Regions from separate parts of the Canis lupus genome. Here region 2 is linked to region 1. The links are chromatin contacts, called in public Hi-C maps. All regions are on one chromosome and are shown on one strand. Each heading gives the region's core, a stretch centred on a gene start, on an enhancer-like site or on the middle of the called end of the contact. The rest is flanking DNA. Distances are from core to core; before and after follow the strand shown.

Region 1 (4,560 bases), core at 375-2,874:
GTCCCAATGTCTGCCCTTCTAAGTAGGGTGGAGTGACGGAGTGGAATGGAATGATGAAAAAACACATAATAGATAAATAAAATCAGCAAGTTAGAAAGCGACACTTGCTATGGAAGAATCAAGAAGGGAGCCTGACGTGGGAGTTGATCCCAGGTCTCCAGGATCACACCCTGGGTCAAAGGCAGTGCCAAACCGTCGAGCCACCTGGGCTGCCCCAAAGTCTAATTCTTTTTTTTTTTTTTATTTTTTTTCTAAAGTCTAATTCTTTTTTTTTTTAATTTTTATTTATTTATGATAGTCACACAGAAAGAGAGAGAGGCAGAGACATAGGCAGAGGGAGAAGCAGGCTCCATGCACCGGGAGCCCAACATGGGATTCGATCCCGGGTCTCCAGGATCATGCCCTGGGCCAAAGGCAGGCGCTAAACCGCTGCGCCACCCAGGGATCCCTAAAGTCTAATTCTTAACTAGATTTTTAGCCAGTCCACTCATGTACGCTTGACCTCTGTCCCTACTTTTATTTATTTTTTATTTTTTATTTTATTTATTTATGATAGTCACAGAGAGAGAGAGAGGCAGAGACACAGGCAGAGGGAGAAGCAGGCTCCATGCACCGGGAGCCCGACGTGGGATTCGATCCCGGGTCTCCAGGATCGCGCCCTGGGCCAAAGGCAGGCGCCAAACCGCTGCGCCACCCAGGGATCCCTGTCCCTACTTTTAGAGGTCCTTGGCATCACCAATTCCATGTGTTTTGAGGGGTCCTGCATAAAATCATGCTATTATTAGACCCGGTTGTCCAGCCTTTGCTCACACTTCTGACCTCGCCAAGTCAGGAGACCTGAGCACCACTTCCCTCACTGACTTGTCTAGCAAACGTACTCAATAAATATATGTTATGACACTCTCAAACAGAATAGCTTCCTTCCTTTTCAAATCTCTACCCTGGAAAGGACTCATTTTTCTTTTCTAAGGGAAATTGGATGAGAACTAATTGTATTTGAAGGTTTTTTTGGTTTTCTTTTCTAAGGCTGTCTTGTTGCTCTTTGAGATCCTTAGAAAGCCCTATAGAGCCAGACCTGGCAAAGATTAGGTCCTGAAGTTCAAAACATGGTGAGTAATTGACAGTCTGCAATGAGGGTAGAAGGCAGCAGGTCAAAGGCTGCTTGTCTGTAGGTTGTCTGTAGTCCAGGAAGGAGACAGCTGCATGTTGAAATCTGTCTGGACATAGCCAAGACTGTGAGAGTGTCTCTGGTCATCTGGGGTCAACCTGGGGTTTCTGGGCTACCTGGTCATTTCCCAGGCTTTGAAAAACTAATTTATTTAAGTATGGAGCTGTATTAAATAAAAAAACGCCCCCCCCATTAATAGTTTGCCATTGTATTCTTTTAGAAAAAAAGTGCATATATAAAGCTACATAAATATTCTTTTTCAACTCTTTTCATTGTGAAATATAACGTACAGAAAAGCACGCAAAACATAAATGTATGGCTTAGATAATCATAAATCAAAAACTCAGGGAAGCACCTGTCAAGTCAGGAAGCCACACCAGCATCCTGGGCAGTGGGGGCAGCCCTGACAGCAAGGTGAGAGGCGGCAAAGCAGGTGCTGCCTGAGAACCACCTGACTCCGTTATGGCTGGTACATTGTAATAGGAGGGGCCTGAGAAGGGATGCAGGCAGGTGAGATCTTGGAGAGTCCTCTGTGCCAGGGGAAAGAGGGGAGCCTCCCATCTCTGACCCCAGATAGGGGTCCAGCCCTCCTCTTCACTCTCAGCTCATCTTCTAAATCTGGCAAATAACCCACAGAAAGTATGATGTTCCTTCTCTGAGGCTAGAAGATTAGAATAGAAAATCCCAGCTTTTGATCAAGCACATAAAACTCCTGACACTGGATAAAAACAGACTCTTTTAGGTAAAGATGAAAAGATTTGGGAACACAAAAGAAAATGGAGCGAGAAAATGAGAGGAACATTGCTTCCAGTAACGGGAAATGTATGCCAAGAGGAGTTTCATGTTTGTGGCGAGATTGGAGAGGACATCAGAGGGGCCACTTGGAGTCCAGGAATACTGCTTTCAGATGAACTCAGGACTCAGAGGTAGGCACTCAGGAAAGAGAATGTTAGGTATAACTTTTTATTTTAATTTTTTTAAAGATGTATTTATTCATGGGAGATACACAGAGAGAAAGGGAGAGACACAGGCAGAGGGAGAAGCAGGCTCCATGCAGGGAGCCCGATGTGGGACTCAATCCCGGATCCTGGGATCACATCCTGAGCCAAAGCAGACTTGAGCTCAACCGGTGAGCCACCCAGGCATCCCTTAATTTATTTTTTAGAATAGTCTCTTAATAAAAAAAAAAAAATTAGTCTCTTAATTATTAAAGAAGTCACAACCCCAAAGTCAAGAGTCATGTGTTCTACCAACTGAGCCAGCTAGGTGCCCCAAGAATGTTAGGTACAGCTTGATGTGAGATTTAAACATGAAAATGAAATGTCCTTTTAGAATAAAATGTAAGTTACTAAAATTGGGGGCACTTGGGTGGCTCAGTTGCTTAAGCATCTGCCTTTGGCTCAGGTCATGATCCTGGGGTCCTGGGATAGAGCCTCGAGTGGGGTTCCCTGCTCAGTGGGAAGTTTCCTCCCTCTCCCTTTGCCCCTCCCCCTGCTCATGCTCTCTCTCTTAAATGGGTAACATTTCTAAAAATCTTTTTTTTTAAGTTACTAAAATTGACTCAAAAGGAAATGGAAAACCCGAATAAACCCACTAACTCTAGAGGATAGGAGGAAGGTCCTCAAAGGTCTTATTTACCCAAATTTTGGACCCAGATGGACAATAGTATGGAAATGTAGCTAATCTTCAAGAAAGGCTGTTGATAATTTTTACATTCTAGAATCTAGAGCATGAGAAAATGTTATAAACCTAGTATAGGGATCCCTGGGTGTCTCAGCGGTTTAGCACCTGCCTTTGGCCCAGGGTGTGATCCTGGAGTCCCGGGATAGTCTCATGTCAGGCTCCCTGCATGGAGCCTGCTTCTCCTTCTGCCTATGTCTCTGCCTCTCTCTCTGTCTCTCATGAATAAATAATTAAAATCTTAAAAAAAAAAAAAACCTAGTATAACCCCCTTATCACAGCTTGTCCAAATGAATGATTTTTTTAAAAAGATTTTGTCTATTTATTCATGAGAGACACAGAAAGAGAGTAGCATAGGGAGAAGATACTCCCTATGGGGGAGCCCAATGTAGGACTCAATCCCAGGATCCCTGAGCCGAAGGCAGACACTCAACCACTGAGTCACCCAGGTGTCCCCAAATGAATGTTTCTTTTAAAGATTTTATTTATTTATTCATGGGCAACACACAGAGAGAGGGAGAGACAAAGGTAGAGGGAGGAGAAGTAGGCTCCCCGTGGGAAGTTCAATGCGAGACTCAATCCCAGGACTCCAGGATCACACCCTGAGCCAAAGGCAGACTCTCAACTGCTGAGCCACCCAGGCGTCCCTGACTTCAGCATCTATTCCTGACTTAATGACAAAACTCTAAAGCCATCTTCAAATAGATAAACCTTAACATTACAAAAAACTTTGAAGAGGAGGCACCTAACTGGCTCAGTGGGTAGAGCTCAGTGGGTAGAACTCACAACCCCTTTATCGCGGGGTTGTGAGTTCAAACCCCATGATAGGCATAGAGATTACTTAAAAACAAGATCTTTGGGGCATCTGAGTGGGCTCAGTCGGTTAAGCATCTGCCTTTGGCTCGAATCATGATCTCAGCATCCTAGGATCGAGCCTGGGCTCTCTGCTCGGGGGATGAGGGGTTGCTTCTCTGTCCCTCTGCTGCTCCCTCTGCTTATGATCTCTTGCCCTCTCTCAAATAAATAAATAAAATCTTTTTAAAAATGAAAAGATCTTTAAAGACATGAAGAATCCAATAGCAAATGCCAAACCATCAAATACCAGATTTATTCCCATTAAAATCAGGAGCAAGGGAGAGGTATCCACTAACACCTGTCATTGTGGTTAAACAAAACGAACATGGGCATGGATCTCCATCCATTGACTAAAGTTTGCAGGAAGTAGCATGCTCAATTTTTTTCTGCTTTTTAAATAATCCCCTTGAATTTTAGCAGTGAGTCCTCATTTCACCAGGCAATTGAAGTTTACTCTTGGCCATTACGGGAGCCTCCTTGCTGCCAGGGTTTACCATCTCAGTTGCAGGAGGGGAGTGTCCAGAGTGCCAAAGTCTCCAGGGAGGGCAAGCAGGTGGCCGGGGTTTCAACATAGGATTTGCCGAGATGTACTTTGGTCTAGTCATTAAGTGTTGGTCTCTACATGTAGCTGTGGTGTTGTCCGTTGTTCTTAGCTGCACATTTCCTTGCTTTTTTAAACTGAGGTGTAGTTGACACACAACGTTTCAGTTGTACAACATAGCAATTCAACAATTCTATGCATCATGCAATGCTTGCCGTGAATGTAGCAGCTGCATATTTTCTTTTTTAAGACTTTATTTATTTATCATAATAGACACAGAGAGAGCCAGAGATATAGTCAGAGGGAGAAGCAGGCT
Region 2 (4,785 bases), core at 1,064-3,563, 440 kb after region 1:
AACACATTTGTCTTTAAAAAAAAAAAAGTCTTATATTTTAAAGACTCACAGCTGCTCAGGAGTCTTGCTCTTGGCTAATTCTTGGACCAGATGCCCATTTCATGCAACTGATGGTTGTCCATTGCATAAAAAAAAAGAGTAAATTTTGGATATTCCATTTTTGTGGATGGTTTACCAGGGTGGATATATGAAAAAAATAATAAGTAATGATATTCAACTCGGCAAACTTTTATTGAAGGAGTGTCTGGTTAGTTGTAGGAGAGTACTAGTATCTTGTGTTCATTTCAGATTTTCTCCTGAAAAATTCAGCCCATTTTCCAATGGTACAAGTAACTGGCAGCTATATTCAACATGCATCTATAGCACTGCAAATTTACTAAAATACTTCTTTATAATGATCCTCATTTCATATCAATGTACACAAAATAAACTTCAATTCATGTCACAGCTGAGTACAGGAGAAGCTGCATAAAAACTGAATCTTTATAAATGTAATGCCTTTCCCCCATTGATTTACATTATTATTTCAGGTGTTTTGATTTCATTTTTAAAGCCTTTCAGTAAAAGGTGGGACTAGCCAACAACACTTTAGCTATAAAATCTCTTTAAATGGCTAATAATCCATCAGAAGCTTTTCAGTTACCTTAAGTTCATTTTTAATGGAATCCTCTCCTAATATATATATTTATAGCCCTTATTCACCAAGCCCCATTCACTAAACACTTCCATGTACAAATAATTATCTAATTACGGTCACACAACCCTGTTATCAGTCAGGCTGATATGTTATGAAGTGCTATGTTGAAGGCTATGTGGTGAGCTAAGTTCATTGCATGTTCCTGTGTGCCCAGAACATGAGCAGAAAAATATGTGACTTCTTTTTTTGGGAAAATTCTTTTTTTTTTTTTTTCCAATTTATGTTTGTGAGTTTGAAGGCATCTCTCCTTGTCAAGCTTTTTTTTTTTTTTTTTTTTTCCCCTTTTTCTTCCCCCTATAATGGTTTATTCTGAGAGTCCTGGAGAAGGAATGGACTCTTCCAGCAATAAGAGGTATTTTAGCCAAGTAGAAAAACTACATGTGAATTAGGGATATTGTAGAGCAAATTCTTGCACTGGGGCTGGGGTGAAGGGTGGGTAGGATGAATGAGCTGATCTGAAATTGTGTGAGTTCATGCAAAGGATGGATGTCAGGCCTAGAGAGGTGGTAAGGAGCTCCCAGTTCAGGGTCAGGTCTCAAGAAGGAGACAGGGGTCAGAGTGGAGCCCTGGTACCCCATGGACAAGGCCTCTTAAGTACCTTACTTGCCCCTTGGGGTCAGTGAATGTTCATATGTGTCCACTGGGTGGTGCTCAGGGTGCTCAGAAATTTGGTTAAACATTATTCTGGGCATTTCTGTGGGGATGTTTTTGGATGAGATTAATATTTAAATCAATGGCTGACTAAAGCAGATTGCTCTCCCAATGTGAGTGGGCTTTATCTGATCAGTTGAAGGCATGAGTAGAACAAAAGTGTTGACCTGCCTTTGAGCGAGAGGGAGCTCCTCCTGCCAGACTGCCTTCAAGGTGTGACATCATCTTCTCCCCCTACTTTTAGATTGGAACTGTAGCAGCAGCTTTCCTGGGTCGCAGACCTGCCGACCTGGGCTGGAACTATACCATCAGCAGCTCTTCTGAGCCCCCAGCTTGCTGACTTGTAGATCTTGGGACTTAGCCTCCATAGCCATATGATCCAATTCCTTAGTGTGGATATGTAGATATAATGTATATACACATTATAAATGTACGTACTATTGGCTCTGTCTGGAGAACCTTGATTAACTCAGGCAAACAGATCCCCTGATTAGCTGGCACTTCTAGGCTGCAGCACGTGGGTTGGGCAGGTTTCAGCAGACTGGCCCAGCCCTGCAACACAGAAAAGCGGGTGCCGCCTGGGGGACGTGGAGACAGGAGACCCGGGAAAAGGAGAGGCATCAGGGAATATGGGGGGGCACAGGTCTGCTACACATGTAATAACTCACGTAGGGGCTACAATTATCCCCATTCCACAGATGAGGAAGCCGAGGCACAAGGGGATTAAGTCATCAGTGACCCCAACTCAGACTTGGAAGCTTCAGAGCCAGCATTCAGACCCAAGCAATTGGACTCTGGAAGAAAGAGGTGATATAGCCTGTAAAGCTACAGGTAAAGGGAGTAATAACCAGTCATTAACACGTCCTCAGGGTGGGACGTGCATAGCGGGACACAGGCAGGGAGAGGACGGGAGAAATGCGTGGAGAGGGAGGGCGGGGCTGGCCAGGGCGATCTCCAGTGCGAGCTGCAGGGGGTGGCGGGAGGGACGATCTCTGCCGGGTCCCGGTGGGTGGTCTTCCTCGGGGCCGCAGACATTCCGCGGGGGACGCTGTCCCCAGGAGCCCGCGGCCCCCGGAGGACGCTCGAGGCTCGGCCGGCGCAGTGCCCCGCAAGGCCGCCAGGGGGCGCGCCAGCCTCGGGCACCGAGGAGCCCGCGGTATCGGGGAAGCCGGGCGAGCCAGGGGACCCCTCCGGGCTGGGTGCGGAGAAGGGGCGCCCCGGGAGGCGCTTCCTCTGAGCCCGCCGGCTCCGCCTCACGTTAAAGCCTCCCCCCCGCCAGGAAATGTGCATATGGGGCGTCCCCACTCCCCTGCCACCCCTTACCTTCCCTCCCCAGCCCCTCCAACCCCTATCTCTGCAGCCTGACAGTGCCGGGGCAAGGAAGTAGTCTTGTTGGGGCCGGGAAAGAATGTAAATCGGGACAAGTAAACAACATCTGAGGCAGTCTCTCAAATTTAAAATCTGGGCTGTGCTCTTGTTTGCTCTGGATTGAGTACAATTATTCTTAAGAGGGGGATGGTGAAGTACAGACGCATACATTAAAAGCAAGTTTTGTGGCGCACCGCCTTCACGCACAGATCAGTCCAGTCCCTCTGCTTCGAATACTTGCCCGCCTAGGCGAGCTCCTCCTGAGGGCCACCGCCTCCAGGAAGCCCCCAGGGGCAGGAGGACCCTCTGAATGTTCACACAGTCAGGGTCTCCCAGTGGCCTGCTCATGGGGCCGAGTTCTTCCCCAGGGCAATGCCCAGGGCATATACTGGCAGGGGCCAGGGCCTGTCTGTGCGCCAAACCCCAAATCCTAGCGCAGGGGGCACCGTCACATGCCCCTCTGCTCCCCAAGGTAACTAGTGCCTCAAGCTCACTGTTTCCAGAGAAAGGATAGTTCTTCTTTCCTCCATTTGGAAATGTAGGTTGAAGTCTGCTTGGAGCACTGCGAGCCCAGTCACTGACCTGGAATTCCTAGAGCCACGTTGGTCTCAGCCTTCAGGTCTGAGTTGGCTATAGGTGGATGCCTTTGGGGTAGGGGGCTTGCAGCAGATTGGGCCATTTGGTGAAGAGGGAAGTGGTAAAAGACTAAAGGGATTCATGTCCCTTGCAGGCACTCTCCTGGAACCTGGGAGTGAGAGTTTACAGAAAAGAAAAAAGGTCAGGAGGGGGCCAGTTCTCAGGAAGAGGGAGACATCGGAGCCAGGATCACATGTGTAATCAAACATAATTCAGATATACACCCATCGATTGGATCAAGAGACCGAAGATTTCGGTCCTGGCATCTTTGCTGCTTTGGTCAACTTTTTTACACTACGACCTCGTCTATTTCTCCATTGGTAAAATGGCAACAAGTTACTGTGGTATGTGGTATAAGGTGCTGAGGGTGAGGGGTGCAAAGGGCAGTGGCACAGCCTGCAGACCTGCCTCTGCCTTTGCCTCTGCCCAGGCAGTCATTTTAAGCACCAGTTTCCTCACACAGATAGGGAACAGCAACAATTCCTAGGACCAAACAGCATTTATCTCAAGAATGGAAATGTCCTGGACTATCAAGAAGCCTGTTGTTGTTTTTTCTTTAAAGACTTTATTTATTTATTTATTTATTTATTTATTTATTATTTATTTGAGACAGAGAGAGATAGTGAACAGGAGGGAGGGGGAGAGAGAGAATTTGAGGCAGACCCCACATAGAATCCCACGTGGGGCTTGATCCCATCACCACAAGATCATGACCTGAGCGAAACCAAGAGTCAGATGCTCAACCACCTGAGCCACTGGGTGCCCCAAGAAACTTGACTGTTTTATATGCCGAAATCTACAGGAAAATTTAGGAAATATATGGTTACCTTAATAGACTCTGAACAGTCATTTATAATTCAGTCATCATTACTGAAAGGAAATTCAAGGTATATCAGGAGCAGAATAATTCACAGTCCAGACTATAAAAATATAAGTCAATACCATTCTTTTCATTTTGACAATTAAGGCATTCTCGTTAAAATCAGTAAAAACCAGAATGCAGGGTCTTTTAAAAAATTTAATAATCTGAAGTTCTGGACATTTTTTTAAAAAAAGATTTTATTTATATATTCATGAGAGACACAGAGAAACAGAGACATAGGTAGAGGGAGATGCAGGCTCCCCGCGGGGAGCCTGATGCAGGACTGGATCCCAGGACTCTGAGATCACACCCTGAGCTAAAGGCAGACACTCAAGCACTGAGCCACCCAGGTGCCCTGGAGTTCTGGACATTTTAATAAAGAAATACATTAGGAATAAGATTTTTTTTTAAAGATTTATTTATTTTGGGAGGAGGGGCAGGAGAGGTTTGTTTCTCTGTTTTTGTTTTTGTGGGTTTTTTTTTTTTTTTTTAGAGAATCTTAAGCTGACTGCACTGAGCAGAGTTAGTCATGGGGCTCAATTCTACGACCCTGAGATCATGACCCTGAGAT

What was found. Hi-C and Micro-C count contacts between places; a contact is called where the count stands out from the background.
Region 2: a contact with region 1 is called in a Hi-C map of skin fibroblasts, with 7 times the contacts expected there. The contact joins two enhancer-like sites. A contact is called at or near these places in 2 of 9 Hi-C or Micro-C datasets (amygdala and skin fibroblasts).

Annotation. Positions count from the first base shown.
Region 1 is chr24:16,957,202-16,961,761 of UU_Cfam_GSD_1.0, forward strand. No RefSeq gene overlaps it. Among named protein-coding and RNA genes, the nearest start is that of TMEM230, 22 kb to the left of the region's middle. Within about 2 kb of position 1,625, at least 2 of the 20 cell types and tissues checked have an H3K27ac peak or open chromatin away from gene starts, as enhancers often do.
Region 2 is chr24:17,395,723-17,400,507 of UU_Cfam_GSD_1.0, forward strand. No RefSeq gene overlaps it. Among named protein-coding and RNA genes, the nearest start is that of PRNP, 98 kb to the left of the region's middle. Within about 2 kb of position 2,314, at least 3 of the 20 cell types and tissues checked have an H3K27ac peak or open chromatin away from gene starts, as enhancers often do.